Regions from separate parts of the Zea mays genome. Here regions 1 and 2 are each linked to region 3. A link is a contact called in public Hi-C data. All regions are on one chromosome and are shown on one strand. The core of a region is the stretch at or near the end of the contact, and the rest is flanking DNA. Distances in the headings are between cores, read along the strand shown. Region 1 holds the start of LOC100279259. Region 2 holds the start of LOC100381666. Region 3 holds the start of LOC100277394 (what's this factor1).

Region 1 (4,286 bases), core at 1,320-3,819, 320 kb before region 3:
AACTCGGTTTGGAAAAACTGCATCAGCTCCATGAGGTCCTTGATGGTGGGCTCAGCCATGGTGATGGAGTGGTCGGTGGAGGCGGTGGGCGTGGAAGGGGATGGTGGAGGGCAAGGGCGGGTGGGTGAGGATCGACGTGACGCTGATACCAGGTTGTCAAGCGCCTCGACGCCCAACGTCGCTGGACCGCGGCTACGCAGTTCGTAGTCGCGCTCCAGACCTTCACCGTGAGGGATTCCTCACCGGTGGCTTGAGAGAGGCAAGGGAGAAGAGCAGTTTTGGATAATTGATCTTTCTTGATTATTTCCCAGCCTATTACACGGCATATATATAGCCTCTGGTTCAACCAACCTTTCCTATGATTAAGGCATATGAAAAGGAAACTAATCTTAACCAATCTCTCCTATTATTAAGGCATATGAAAAGGAAACTAATCTTAACCAATCCCTCCTATTATTAAGGCATGCAAGAGGGAAACTAATCCTTATCTTTCTAAACTTAGCCACTGATTGTGGCGCCTGCCTTGGCTGCGCGATCTGCAGCCCTCCTGGCGTCACGACGGCGCCTGTAAGTGCGGCCGTACATGACATACTACTACCAAATACATAAAAGTTAGAAGAACAACCAAAGGTTTTAAGACACCACATGTAATTCTAACTTCTAAACTACAACTCGACCACCTTGTGCTGTACACATAATCTGATTATATTATAAGCGACACAATAAAAAGAAAGGTGTTGTAAGCACTCACTGGGTTTCCAATGGCATATACTTTCTGACCAACCAGTAGGTCTGCTGACACACCAACAGGTATAGGTCTTAGTTTATCCTTTGGTGCTTCGATACGCAAAACAGCAACATCCTTGTCCTGGTCAAATCCAACAACTTGTGCTTCATACACTGACTGATCAGCAAGTGTGACCCTGCATAAAACTATCAGTTGTATCTTCGCTTTGCCACTATACATATCTAGGCATCATCAACATACAAAAGCCATTGAAAAAAAGAAAGAAACATGTATGGATGTTTTACAATTGTGTCTGATCCCAGTCGAGATCATTAGACATTAGCAGTGAGACGGGCACAACCGCAGAGCATTACCACACAAAGATTTGGTTAGCATAAATAAGAACATTCTGCGTTGTTAACTTGAATAATTAGATCTTTTGCATTGAAATATCCAAGTGTAGCATTAGGTATTTACTACTCGAAATTGGGATGCAAGGAACTTGTAGAGCAAGCAGTATCTTTTCTAAACCTTTCGGTAATGCAGATGCATCCCATAACTTCTAACAGCCAGATAGTGAAGCTGTAGAACAAGTGTCATGTTGCTTCTGCTGCACTAAAATATAAGCCCTTTTGGACATACTAATTTTGCTCCGACTAGGTCTTGTAGGGAGAGCCAAATTGACAATGAAGCATTACTAATGGGCCCTGTTTGTAGTTTGCTGGGGCCGATCAGTAACTGCTTTGCCCCAGCTTACCAACAACACATTGAAGCACCACAACTCCTTTCTCCCCGCTCTGTCCACTTGAAATTATTGGAAGGCTAGACCATATTTTAATGAAACACCAGCGACCCTAACCATTAATACAAGAATCGACAAGCTTCGATTTGAGCACAACCAAACGGCTAAGAAAACGTAGAAGGAAAGCATGAAGCCCTCCGGAGTCCCGACCAACCTAAGGTCTGACGCGCCACGGATGACATGGAAATTGGTGACGATGTGGCCGCTCTTATCCCAGACAAAGCCGGACCCGGACCCCTGCGGCACCTCGAGCACGTCGAGCGTGAACGCGTCCTGCCTACACACGCAGCATGCGGAAGAGATTAGAGCCTCATCCAGCCTCTGACTGCAATCGGGATGAAGTGAGGGCTCCCGACACACAACGGCTCACTGGACGGGAGCCGGGAGTGGCAGGCACGGAACCGGGGCGGGGAGGCCCACCTGACGGCGAGGTTGGTGATGTAGACGACGGAGGGTGTGTTCTCCTGGAAGAGGCGCACGGTGGCGAGCTCGTCCGCCTGCAGCTTCCGCGGCGTGGATACGACGAACGCGGAGGCCGCGCCGGCGTCGCCGAGGACGAGCGACGCGGAGGCGAGCGCGACGATGAGGGAGCCCGCGGCCGACGACAGCAGCCGGCCCGCGGCCTCGGCGGGGACCAGGTCGCGGAGCCGCCGCGCCCACGGCCATGGCGACGGGAGGGCGAACGAGGAGGCGGAGGCGGGCGTGGGCTCGGCGGCGGCGGCGCGCGCGAGGTGCCTGAGGAAATGACGCGGGCGGCGAGGCGGCGGGAGCGGGGAGACGAAGCAGGCTGTGGCGGCGGAGGACGGTGCGGCCATCGGGCTGCTGTTGCTTGTGCGCGCGGGGTCAGGCCGTCAGGGGAGTGGAGTGTGAGCGCAGCCGCCCGCGGCCGGGCCGGGGGTGTTGGTTTGCCGATGACGAGTGGATGCGCTGCGTTGCTGCTTGGCGCTTCCTACTGGCCCCGTCTCGCTTCCTACTGTCGGGATAGCTCGCGTGTGTCGTTTCGCGCTGCTTCGGGGCGGGGCGGGGCGGAACAGAACGGAGCTTCCCCAATGCAGTGCCATGTCATGCCATTCCATGCCATTGGTGGATGCTTCGCGAGGCCCGAATTTTTTATATTTTAGCCATTTTTTGGAAAAAAATTCACGTTTAGACCTTAAAACATTTTAATGTCATTTTTGGACCCTTTGCTCGGCGCCATAGCCAATGGCGCCGAGGTAACACAGCTCGGCGCCATAGGCTATGGCGCCGAGGTGCGTGTTACGCTGGCACAAACGGACGTCGTGGCACCGACGTGGCACCGACATGGAACCGAGCTCGGCGCCATAGATCTTGGCGCCGAGCTCTGTTATGTACACAAAACATGTCTAGTTCAGTTGGTAGAGCTCAAGGTTTTTAACCTTGTGGTTGTGGGTTCAAGCCCCATGATAGGCATGTTTTCATACTTTTTTTTGTCTTTGACACTGATTTTTTTTGTTGTCCAGATTTTTCATTTATGTCGCTGATTTGTCCGTCTAGATTTATTTCTTATCCAGATTTTTTGTTTTTGTGACTGATTTGTTTATCCGTCCATATTTTTTTCGTTTATTAAGCTTAAGGAAACGTACTTACATTGGTTAGCGACCACCGGTTTAGCTATGGTGCATCGTGGTTTTTTTCGTTTATGCCGCTGATTTGTCCGTCCAAATTTATTTCTCATCTTGATTTGTTTTTGCTTTTGCGACTGATTTGTTTATTACATTTTGTTTAATAGTACTGAATAATCCGTCTAGCCCTTGGTGCATTGTAAACCCCACATGCTTAAGCTTGATTCCGTCCTCTCGCTAATTACAAGTGATTTTAAACATTAAATAATATACTAAAAACTGAAGTACACCATTTAAAATGTTAAAAATATTTATATCATAAACAAATGATTGTGTTAATCTTACATTAGTAGTGATGTACAATGATAAATTTTAATTAATATTAAAAAGTATAATTTCGAATACATTAGATTATTGGAGTTTTAGAGTCCAAAATATAAATATACTTAATAAACAAAAAGATTATAATTAGAGTCCAAAATATAAATATACAAGGTATAAATAAACAGTGACTTGATGATTTTATAAAGTACTTTGTACTTCCATAGGGTGGGTTACTTATGTGCATGGTACTTGCGTCACGCAGTTTGAATAAACAAAAACAAAAAATATCTAGATGAATAAATAAATCGGTCACAAAAACAAAAAAACTAGATGAAAAATAAATCTGGACGGACAAATCAGCGACATAAACGAAAAATATAGACAACAAAAAACAAATTAGTGATAAAAAAAATACGTCCACGATGGAGCTTGAACCCACAACCTCAAAGTTAAAAGTCTTGCACTCTACCGACTGAGCTAGACATACTTTGCTGTTACATATCCGAGCTCGGCGCCATAGATCTTGGCGCCGAGCTCGGTACCACGTTGGTGCCACGTCGTTCAGGTTGGGCCAGCGTAGCACGCACCTCGGCGCCATAGACTATGGCGCCGAGCTGTGTTACCTCGGCGCCATTGGCTATGGCGCCGAGCAAAGGGTCCAAAAATGATATTAAAATTTTCTAAGGTCCAAACGTGAATTTTTTTCCGAGGAAGGGCTAAAATATAAAAAATTCGGCCCATTTACCGACTCCATCAGAACAATGAAGGATGGACCAAATTTGTAGTGTGCAGCACCTATACCCATTTTGAAGTTTCTAAAGCAATATAATATCATCTTTTGGTAGGATAT
Region 2 (4,575 bases), core at 1,390-3,889, 340 kb after region 3:
TAGGTGAGAATTCAAACATTGGTTGATGACTCCACAATCACACCTAACTAACCAATAAAAACAAACAATTTTTTGTTTTATTAAAACAGTTTATGCGATTGAGAAAATTTACGATGTCTATCAAAGGATGTGACGCCCTAAGAAAAAAACTGACGTCGTTGCCAGTACCTATAGACTATAGTAGATGGTTAAGATCATGATCTGTTTACTAATAAAAATCCTGTACAGCCAAAAACTACCATCGTGTTCGTACTAACACATCGGTGGAAAGGAAGATTTAGCACAAACACTGTCCAAGGCAATATAAAATTGCATAATGCTACTACTAATTAATTAGTACACCGACAGAAGCAAACATCCGACAAACGCTCCCTATGTACAACAACGCATCACCGTGCCCGTTCAATTCGAACCATGAACCAAGTGCTGAAGGCGGGAGGGAGACTCTCTTAATCCCCCCACAGCTTCTCAGCACACGCTGCTCAAATACTTAACAATGTCATCATCATCTACTACTCGGTACGCTCTCAACTCAACTCAACTCAGTCTCAGCAAACTAAACCCTCGTCATCTGGTCCGTCTGGAGCCGCCGCAGCTCGACCACGACGACGCTGATGTTGTCCCTGCTGCCGCGGGACAAGGCCAGCTCCGCGAGCAGCGCGGCGGCGTCCGCGGCGGTGCGGCCGGCCACGGACCCGGGGAACCTGGAGGCCGCGCGCCCGCTCAGGCAGCTCCTGGCGATCTTGCACGCCGCCTCGTTGGAGACCACGTCCCACAGCCCGTCGCTGGCCAGGATGAGGAACTCGTCCCGCTCCGTCCGCTCCACCACCGTCACCTCCGGCTCCGCGCTCACGTACGGCTTCAGGTAGTAGTCGCCTGGAGCAATGGCAGCGACGCTGAGTACGGTATGGCATATATGAAAACGGGATGGATCATGGAAGGAGATGATGGGTCTTCTCTTCTTCTTACCGATGGACCTGGAGGTTGCCAGGACTCCCAGCACGCGGTAGCCGTTCCAGTTGACGACTCTGCCGCCGGCTGCTTCCACCCTCTGCATCTCGTCCGGACGGTCCGGCTGCACAATCAGAACGACCATTAGTTAGGCCAGCTTTGTAGAGTGAGGTTTTGAAATATAGAGTGAGGTAGGAATGCTGGCGCTCAGCAGAGCCAGAGCTTGCGTACTAGAGTGTTCTTGCGCTAATTAAACAGAACATCTCCTTCGGAACAGCCTAAACCAGCAGGTATGTAGGTCGCAACTAAAAAGAAGGGAACATATACCTGGCCTAATCGGTCACAGCTAGAAAGGTAGCATTCGTAGCAGTAATCCCATCGCCTACAATTTATAGCTGCCGGAATAGTTGGCGCACGCTGCTCCTCAAACCGAGCACACTATGCCAGAAACAACACCGACCAGTCCACTGGGATGGAGAGGAGAGACCCGACCCATGGGGCAAGGCGACGGAACCTACTACTAGCGTCGAGGACCAGCAGTGCTGCGGCACCACACTACTCACCAGCCAGCTTCAGCTTTTCTTCCCCCAGGGCCAGGGAGATCACCTACGTGTCGTCCCATCTCATGAGCATGGAACGGTACCACCCAACAACTGCGACCAACTCGGGCCGGGCCGGGCCGGCAGCGAAATTCGCCAACGGGCACTGAAACAGTGTGACACTGACCGATACGCGACGATGGAAGTCGTCGTGGTGGTTGAGCCTTGACGGAACATTCGGGAGACTGCTAAAATCCTGTACTGTGTCGTGCGGGGTTAGAAAATTAGATCTGATGGGTGAATGACGCTTCTTGCTCGGGCGCAGATCACTCTTGCAGATTAAACAATAACCCAGACGACAGCAGCCGTGTTTTAATTTATTATTATGCATTCGTAGTCGCCTCCCGTGCGACGTACGTACCTTGTGATCGCTGGAGAGAGGCACCGCGACGCCGCCGCGTGAGAGCACGGCGCGGGAGTCGCCACAGTTGCCGACGACGATGCGGCGCCGGCCCACGACGGCGACGACGGCGGTGGACCCGACGGTGCGGTAGGGCAAGCTGCTGCCGGCGTCGTCATGGTGCGGGGACGACAAGCCGCCGGTCACCTCGCCGTCCACTCGGGCGAAGCTGGCCGCCATGGCCTCCTCCCAGCGCAGGTCGTCGCTGCCGCTGCGGCGGCGGCGCAGGCCGACCTCCTCGGCCAGCACCACGTGCATCCGCTCCCGGCACGCCTCCGCCACCCTTGCACCGCCGTGGCCATCGTACACGGCGAAGAAGTCCAGCTCCTGCTCCTGCTCGCCGCCCACCGCCTCCGAGGCCAGGAACGAGAGCGCGACGGCGAACGCGTCCTCCATCTCCCTCCGCCGCCCGATCACCGACACGGCGCCATGCGATAGGCGCGCCGGCCAGCAGCAGCCGTCCGTCGCCGTCTCCAGAGACGAGTCGTACGGCGACCTCTGCGACCCCGACCGGATTCTCTTCGTCGGAGCAGGCCCCTCCGTGGCACGCCCGAGCCGGCGGCGGCGGCGGGCGGAGGCGGCGCCCACATCCCCGCCCCCGTCCGCCGCAGCGGCCTTGCACAAGGCGGGGCCCTCGTCCCTGGCGGCGCCGTTCTCCCTCATGTATCCGTCCCGTCCACACTCGCAAAGCGACGGCGAAGAAACGAGGCCGGCGACGCGTGGGGTCGAGCCGGGGTTTAAAAACGACCGCAGGCCGAGGAGGACGGGGAGACGCGGCGGAGGCCGTCGGATCCCGCGCGAGCGGCTGGGCGCGCGCCAGCGCCGCGGGGACGTGGACGGGCGAGATCGCCGGGGGCGCGTGGCGTGGGCGCGCCCGATGCGCCCGCCTGGGCTCCCGCGGCGAAAATATCCTGTGCGCCCGGCGCATGGACCGCGGCGCGCCGCGCGCGTGGCTCGCGCGAGCGGGCCCCTGCGCGCAGTGACTCTGGCGTTGGGTGGGGCGCGTGCACGGGGAGGATCGGAGCGGCTGGACCACCGGGTCGCGCGTTGGGCCCCGCCCGGGGGGCTACGTGGAGGAGGGCCGAGGAAAGGAGGACGTGGGGCACGCCGCGCGATGCGACTGTGTCCCAGGGACAAATGTTAGGACGCGAGGGCCACTGCCTTTTTTTTTCCGTGCAAGAAAGCGGATTCTTCTACTGCTAGTTACGTCCTTGTTGACCCACGGAACAGAACCAACGAAGAACAGCACGTAACGTTTTGGTTCCGGTTTTTTTTTCCCACCAGTTCAATCAAAAGCTCTATCAAAACTAAAAATCAAGACAGAGATAGTGACGCCGAAGCCGTTTTCTGTGGATAAATAAAAGCTCTGGATTTATCATTATTTTTAAGAAGCCGAAGCCAAAGCCAAACCTGTAGCGTTTTCCGGCGTTTCGTCGACCGAATCACCGAATGCAGTAGTAGGACAGCAGCAGACAGACAGCAGTGACATACTGACACATTGTGAAGTTTAAACAAAGGCTTGCGTTGCAAGGTGGGCCGGGGAGGGACGCGTGGCGCAGTCCCGTCGCCAGCGCGCCACGCTCCACGCGTGACTGACACTGACCCCGCCGCGTCCGACGACTCCTGTAGTCATGTACTACTTACGCCGTTTGAGTGGCAGAGGCGGACGAGGACGCGGACGCGGGCCCCGGCGGCGGCGCCGCTCCCGGACGGACACGGCACGCACTGCACGCGCGACCTACGCTATGAGCGCGCCGCGACGTGGAGGGCCTACGCCGCCGCGCGGCAGCGGCACCACCGGTTGCGGAGCGCCGTAGGGGTGGGCGGGTGGCGCAGGCGGACGGCCCGTCCACGCTCTCGCGTCCTGTCCTCGGTCGCCATGCCTGCTGCATGTCTTCCCAAGCGCTCCCTGCTCACCCGTCACCACGCGTCCGGTCCAGCGCAGGCGGCAGGCGCTCGGTCGCTCGCGCGGGCATCGAGGCGCCCGGACGCTGCCACGGCGCGGCTGCTGGTACCATGACCATGTACTGTACTTTCAGCGAGCTCGCTGTGCAGGTGCAGGCAGGCTGTAGCGGACGACCCGCGAGGCAGGAGGGAGGGCGAGGGCGGGCGCCGCATGCGCATGGTCGCTGCCGCCGTTTCGGGGTGTTTGAAAATCCTTGTGCCGCCGCGCGCGCCATCATGTTCTGTTGCGTGCGTGCGCCGGCATGGGGGGCCACATGCGGGGGTGGGAGCATTCCTTTCATCCTGTCGCTGGATGCATGCATATGTTATACTCCGTCCGTCGCTATGAGTATACTAGTGTTTGTCCCGTGTCACCCAGTCGGCACGGCCATCGCTGCCTGGCTCCGGTCGCTTTCAGCCTTGTAGGTCAGCTGGTGACACGGACACGGGTGGGGGCGTCGATGGGATAGGAGAGTACTCCAGACGTGAGCGGGCCAGGTTCCAGCGTCCGTCGTCGTCTGTCACTCGTCAGCTTGTCACGCTTGCACACGAAAAAACCGCAAATGCACCCTGCCTCGCACGACATGCACGCACGCAGTGGCAGGGGAGGCCTCGTTTCGCTCGGCGTCCGTCGGCACGTCATGGGACGGACGTGTCACGCAGCAGCAGTGTACCTCCGGC
Region 3 (4,716 bases), core at 613-3,112:
ACTCGTTTGAGTTTAGGGCTAGTGCCTTGTGAGATTCATTGAGAGAAAGTGTGTGCTACATCTTGTGTTCATTTGCGCGTGGAGTTTTGACTCTCATTGAACTTCCTCCAAAGTTTTGGAGGTTTGTAAAGCTAGCAAGAGACACCAAAGAGTGTGGTGATCCTTGCAGGGTCTTAAGTGATCCTTGAGAAGAAGAAGAGCTCGCCGGTCTTTGGTGATCGGTGGAGAGAGGGAAAGTGTTGAAAGAGACCCGTTCTTAGTGGACTCCTCAACGGGGACTAGGCCTTCGAGGGCCGAACCTCGGTAAAACAAATCACCCGTGTCTCTTGTGTTCATTTCTTGTGATTTGTTTGCTTTCCCTCATACTAAGTTTTCCTTGCAATATTCTTTGCTAGCATTATTTGATGTTGCTTCAAATTAAATTCTCATTTAGTGAAGCAACACCTTGCAAGAAAGAACTTGTGTTATTGCTCTTCTTATCTAAGTCCTCTTGCTTTATTCTCATAGACTTATTAATTGTATTGATTTATCAATTCCGCATTATTTGAAAGCAATACTCTTTACAAGCAAATGACTTAGTTTTTATACTCCGATAATTGTGTATCTTGTTCTAACCACTAATCAAGGGATCTAGTTGGATTTAAAATTATAAATTTCAGGTTTCGCCTATCCACCCCCTCTAGGCGACTTTCAATTTCACTATTTCAGTATGCTTTTGATGAATCTGGAGGAAGTCTGCAACTTGACATTGTCAACGGGAAGTTGAAGTGGCTAGCAGGACCCAAACCTCCTTATCCTGATATGCCACTTTGTTATCTCGATGCTTCAACCTCGAGCTGCAATGCCCCATACATTTATAATTTGGTTCTTCATGTTGACAAGCTCATTGCATACATTCCATAGACCATCTTATAGTTTTGATTGTCTCATTTCTTTGTTATACAATACAGAACGAATATGATGTAAAATTGGCCCATGCTTGATGGCATTGAGTCCTTAGATAAGCTCAACATTGATTCTTTGTAAAACTTACTTGACAGTTGTGGAGAGTTGTCGTTTTCTCTCTTGTTGTTGCCCACTTTATTTTGTCCGCTATTACTATTGTAGCAATAGCAGTCACAACAAGAGGCAAAGAGAGATAGAGATTGTTTTGCGATGCTACAGCTGCAAGAGAAAGATGTTCATTCTATAGCAACGTACGAGTATTCATCTAGTATTAATATACGAAGAAAACATGTCCGCCTTCTTGGCATGGAGGGCAACGAGAGTATGAGACCTTCCCGTGATGCCACCTCCGTTCTCGGTAAGGTCGCCGGCCGGTCTTATCGTTTTGCATCGTGATTTGGTGCCTTCGCCTTGGTGGCCGCACTGCAGTTGTTCAGTTCAAGCGCATGTAAATCAATCATCATGTGCTTGCAATCTTTAGGGCATGTACAACCCAGATACGGCTGCACGGTACTCCAAGTATAAGACACAGCTAAAACACAACATAATACAGTGGTCGTGTCTAAAACGTGTGTCTTACCATATTCATTGTACCAATCAGAGCATTCAATAAATTAAAGTGACCAATCAGCTAGCCTCCTATCTCGAACATAGAGCTAAGACACTGTGTCTTCGTCAAGATACATGTCTTGAGTTTTTTTACATTCACCCCCCTAGACACACTCTAAAACACAACTTAAGACACTCATTGTACATGCCCTTAGCAGACACGAGAGGGAAACCAGCAACCGGTCCGGCCCATAACATGGACCTCAAGGAAGGCCCAAGTACTTCAAAGGCCGAGCCCACATCCTCAACGAAATATCGCCAATCGCCACCCAGAACTGAACCCACCAAAAAAAAAAACAAAAATATCCAAACCCATCAAGCGGAGCAGCAGAGGTTTATCCCTACCAGCCTACCACTCCCCCCCAACGCGGCGACGGCGGAAATGGACGCCAAGCTGCTGCTCCCCTTCCCCTTCGCGCCGGCCGCGGCCACCAGGTCCCCCAAGTCGCTCTTCCTTGGCGCCCCGCTCCCGCCGCCGCCGCGGCCGCCGCCGTTCCCGCTGCGCCTCCGCCCGCGGCCCGCGGCGGTGGTGGCGCAGGCCGCCGTGAAGCGCCGCAAGGAGGCCCCCTTCGACACCGTGATCCAGCGGGACAAGAAGCTCAAGCTGGTGCTCAAGCTGCGCAACATCCTGGTGGCGCAGCCCGACCGCGTGATGAGCCTCCGCGAGCTCGGCCGCTTCCGCCGCGACCTCGGCCTCACCCGCAAGCGCCGCCTCATCGCGCTCCTCAGGCGCTTCCCGGGCGTCTTCGACGTCGTCGAGGAGGGCGTCTACTCCCTCCGCTTCCGCCTCACGCCGGCCGCCGAGCGCCTCTACCTCGACGAGCTCCGCCTCAGGAACGAGTCCGAGGGCCTCGCCGTCGCCAAGCTCCGCAAGCTGCTCATGATGTCGCAGGAGAAGCGCATCCTCATCGAGAAGGTCGCGCACCTCAAGCACGACCTCGGCCTCCCGCCCGAGTTCCGCGACACCGTCTGCCTCAGGTACCCGCAGTACTTCCGCGTCGTCCGGATGGACCGGGGCCCGGCGCTGGAGCTCACGCACTGGGACCCCGAGCTCGCCGTCTCCGCGGCGGAGCTCGCCGAGGAGGAGAGCCGGGCGAGGGAAGCTGAGGAGAGGAACCTCATCATCGACCGCCCACTCAAGTTCAACCGTGTCAGGCTCCCCAAGGGCCTCAAATTGACGCGGGGGGAGGCCAGGAGGATTGCGCGGTTCAAGGAGATGCCCTACATTTCCCCATATGCCGACTTCTCGCACCTGCGCTCCGGATCAGACGAGAAGGAAAAGCACGCTTGTGGAGTGGTTCATGAAATTCTTAGCTTAACGGTGGAGAAGCGCACGTTGGTGGACCACCTCACGCACTTCAGGGAGGAGTTCAGGTTCTCGCAGTCCCTGCGCGGCATGATCATTCGTCACCCGGACATGTTTTACGTATCGTTCAAAGGGGATAGGGACTCGGTCTTCCTCCGTGAGGCGTACAAGGACTCGCAGCTGGTCGAGAAGAACCAGCTGGTGCTACTTAAGGAGAAAATGAGGGCTCTTGTGGCCGTACCACGCTTCCCCAGAAGGGCCGCAGTTGGGACTGGCGAGGAGGCTGAGGGAATGAATGGATCATTGCAGTCGCGGGACCAAGTGAGTGACGAGGAATACGACGATGAAGATGAGGGGCTCTCTGATATGGAAGATCTGATTAGTGAGCTTTCTGGTGGCAAATCGGATGCTGACTACGAGTGGGGTGATGGCTGGTTTGGTGAGAACGATGACTCACCGCCAGACTTTGGAGACGACGAAGTCAAGGTCGCCATGAAAATTGCTGATGGTTCTGCCAACGGCAGCGCACCTGTTCCTGTATTTCCTGATGGCAGACCAAGGGAACGGTGGTAAATTGAGGTGTTTTTGAACTTCTGATTGATAGAATCGTTAATCTATAATCTTAGTTCTTTTATCATAGTATCTAGTTGCAAAGCCCTTTGTCTTTTGAGTCGCCCTGCTGATTCCTGTCACCAAGCACATCACCCTTCGAGGAACCCACATGGCAATGCTAAAAAGTCACTATACAAGCACAATCCTCTAGTGAATGTTAAAGGCATACAGATTCGTAAGCCTATATTTCATATAAATGTGCATAATCAACGCGGTTGGTGTTTCTTAGTTTTGAATTGTAGTAACAGTTATCTAGTTTAGTTCTCATATTTGGCAATTTATAGACTAAAATGGAATAAAATAGAGGGACTAAAAATTAGTCCCTATAAACCAAACACCCCGAAGTATGCACTGAACTATATGTCAGGATAGTGTATCAGTAGGCTATGCATGAATATCTAGCATCTTTGTTGGACATCTTGACCCGTTTTTTCATGAAAAAAAAAATCCAGTTGCTATGAAGTCATGCTTTTTTAGGGAAAAAAAGGAATAGTTCTGACCTCTACAGCCAGCCAGTTCTTACAAAGTTTTCAGCTCAGTTGCTATTGCTGGTGATCATAAAAAACGAGGGAAAGAACACAGAAACAGAATTATTGTCTCTATCCATTCTTGGTGAAGATGTCCAGAACGACAGCCTCCAATTATTTATTCCCCCAAGCGTAGTAATTTGATTTTTTTCCCCCAGTGGTCTGCATGGCAAATAACTTTGGAACAGCACAACCATGCCTATACTTTATTTTTTGTTTCCGAGACATACATTTTTCTTAGTAAGTAACAGCCACTGGAACCAAGAGCATTGTCATTTTTTTTCTCTCTTTCCATTTCACCCCTTGACCTAATGATCTGTCGGTTGTTTAAGTTGAGTGCACAACAAGAAGGTGGAGGCAGGAAACTGGGAATGGGATATCCAAAATGAACTCATAGGGATTTAAGTGACACTGCTGACACTCAAGGAAGCATTAGTCCAGTTTACTCTTGTCGTGCAATATCTATGCCATTTTTTTTTTATTTTTTTTGCCAAAGCTGATTTCTGGCCTTTCTCATTCATATAAGTTGAGACATATCTTCCACTTCCATCACCTGTCTGTCTGTCTGGACAGGCAGGCAGCCAGAACATTAGGGGCCTACAGTATACCATTGACACACAGTTTCGTTTATAAGCTGCAGTGATGGTCTGAAATCTGCCATTTTTTCAGAGATCTGTGAGAGGTATGATTGGTCCTTACTCCTGATGTAAACTGTGT

Evidence for each region. A called contact is a pair of places that touch in the nucleus more often than the background predicts.
Region 1: a Hi-C map of ear shows a contact between it and region 3, with 2.1 times the contacts expected there. The contact joins the promoter of LOC100279259 here to the promoter of LOC100277394 in region 3.
Region 2: a Hi-C map of bundle sheath shows a contact between it and region 3, with 6 times the contacts expected there. The contact joins the promoter of LOC100381666 here to the promoter of LOC100277394 in region 3. A contact is called at or near these places in 8 of 25 Hi-C or Micro-C datasets (bundle sheath, ear, endosperm and 2 more).

The regions. Positions count from the first base shown.
Region 1 is chr8:73,304,535-73,308,820 of Zm-B73-REFERENCE-NAM-5.0, forward strand. LOC100279259 reads right to left here and starts at 2,570. Exons shown (of 8, transcript NM_001350282.1): 1 at 1,950-2,570; 2 at 1,684-1,806; 3 at 752-923. The coding sequence starts at 2,344.
Region 2 is chr8:73,966,192-73,970,766 of Zm-B73-REFERENCE-NAM-5.0, forward strand. It overlaps LOC100381666, which reads right to left and starts at 2,640. Exons shown (of 3, transcript NM_001174481.1): 1 at 1,912-2,640; 2 at 970-1,075; 3 at 280-876. The coding sequence starts at 2,613. The coding sequence ends at 557.
Region 3 is chr8:73,627,272-73,631,987 of Zm-B73-REFERENCE-NAM-5.0, forward strand. LOC100277394 (what's this factor1) reads left to right here and starts at 1,863. Exons shown (of 1, transcript NM_001150962.3): 1 at 1,863-3,497. The coding sequence starts at 1,937. The coding sequence ends at 3,433.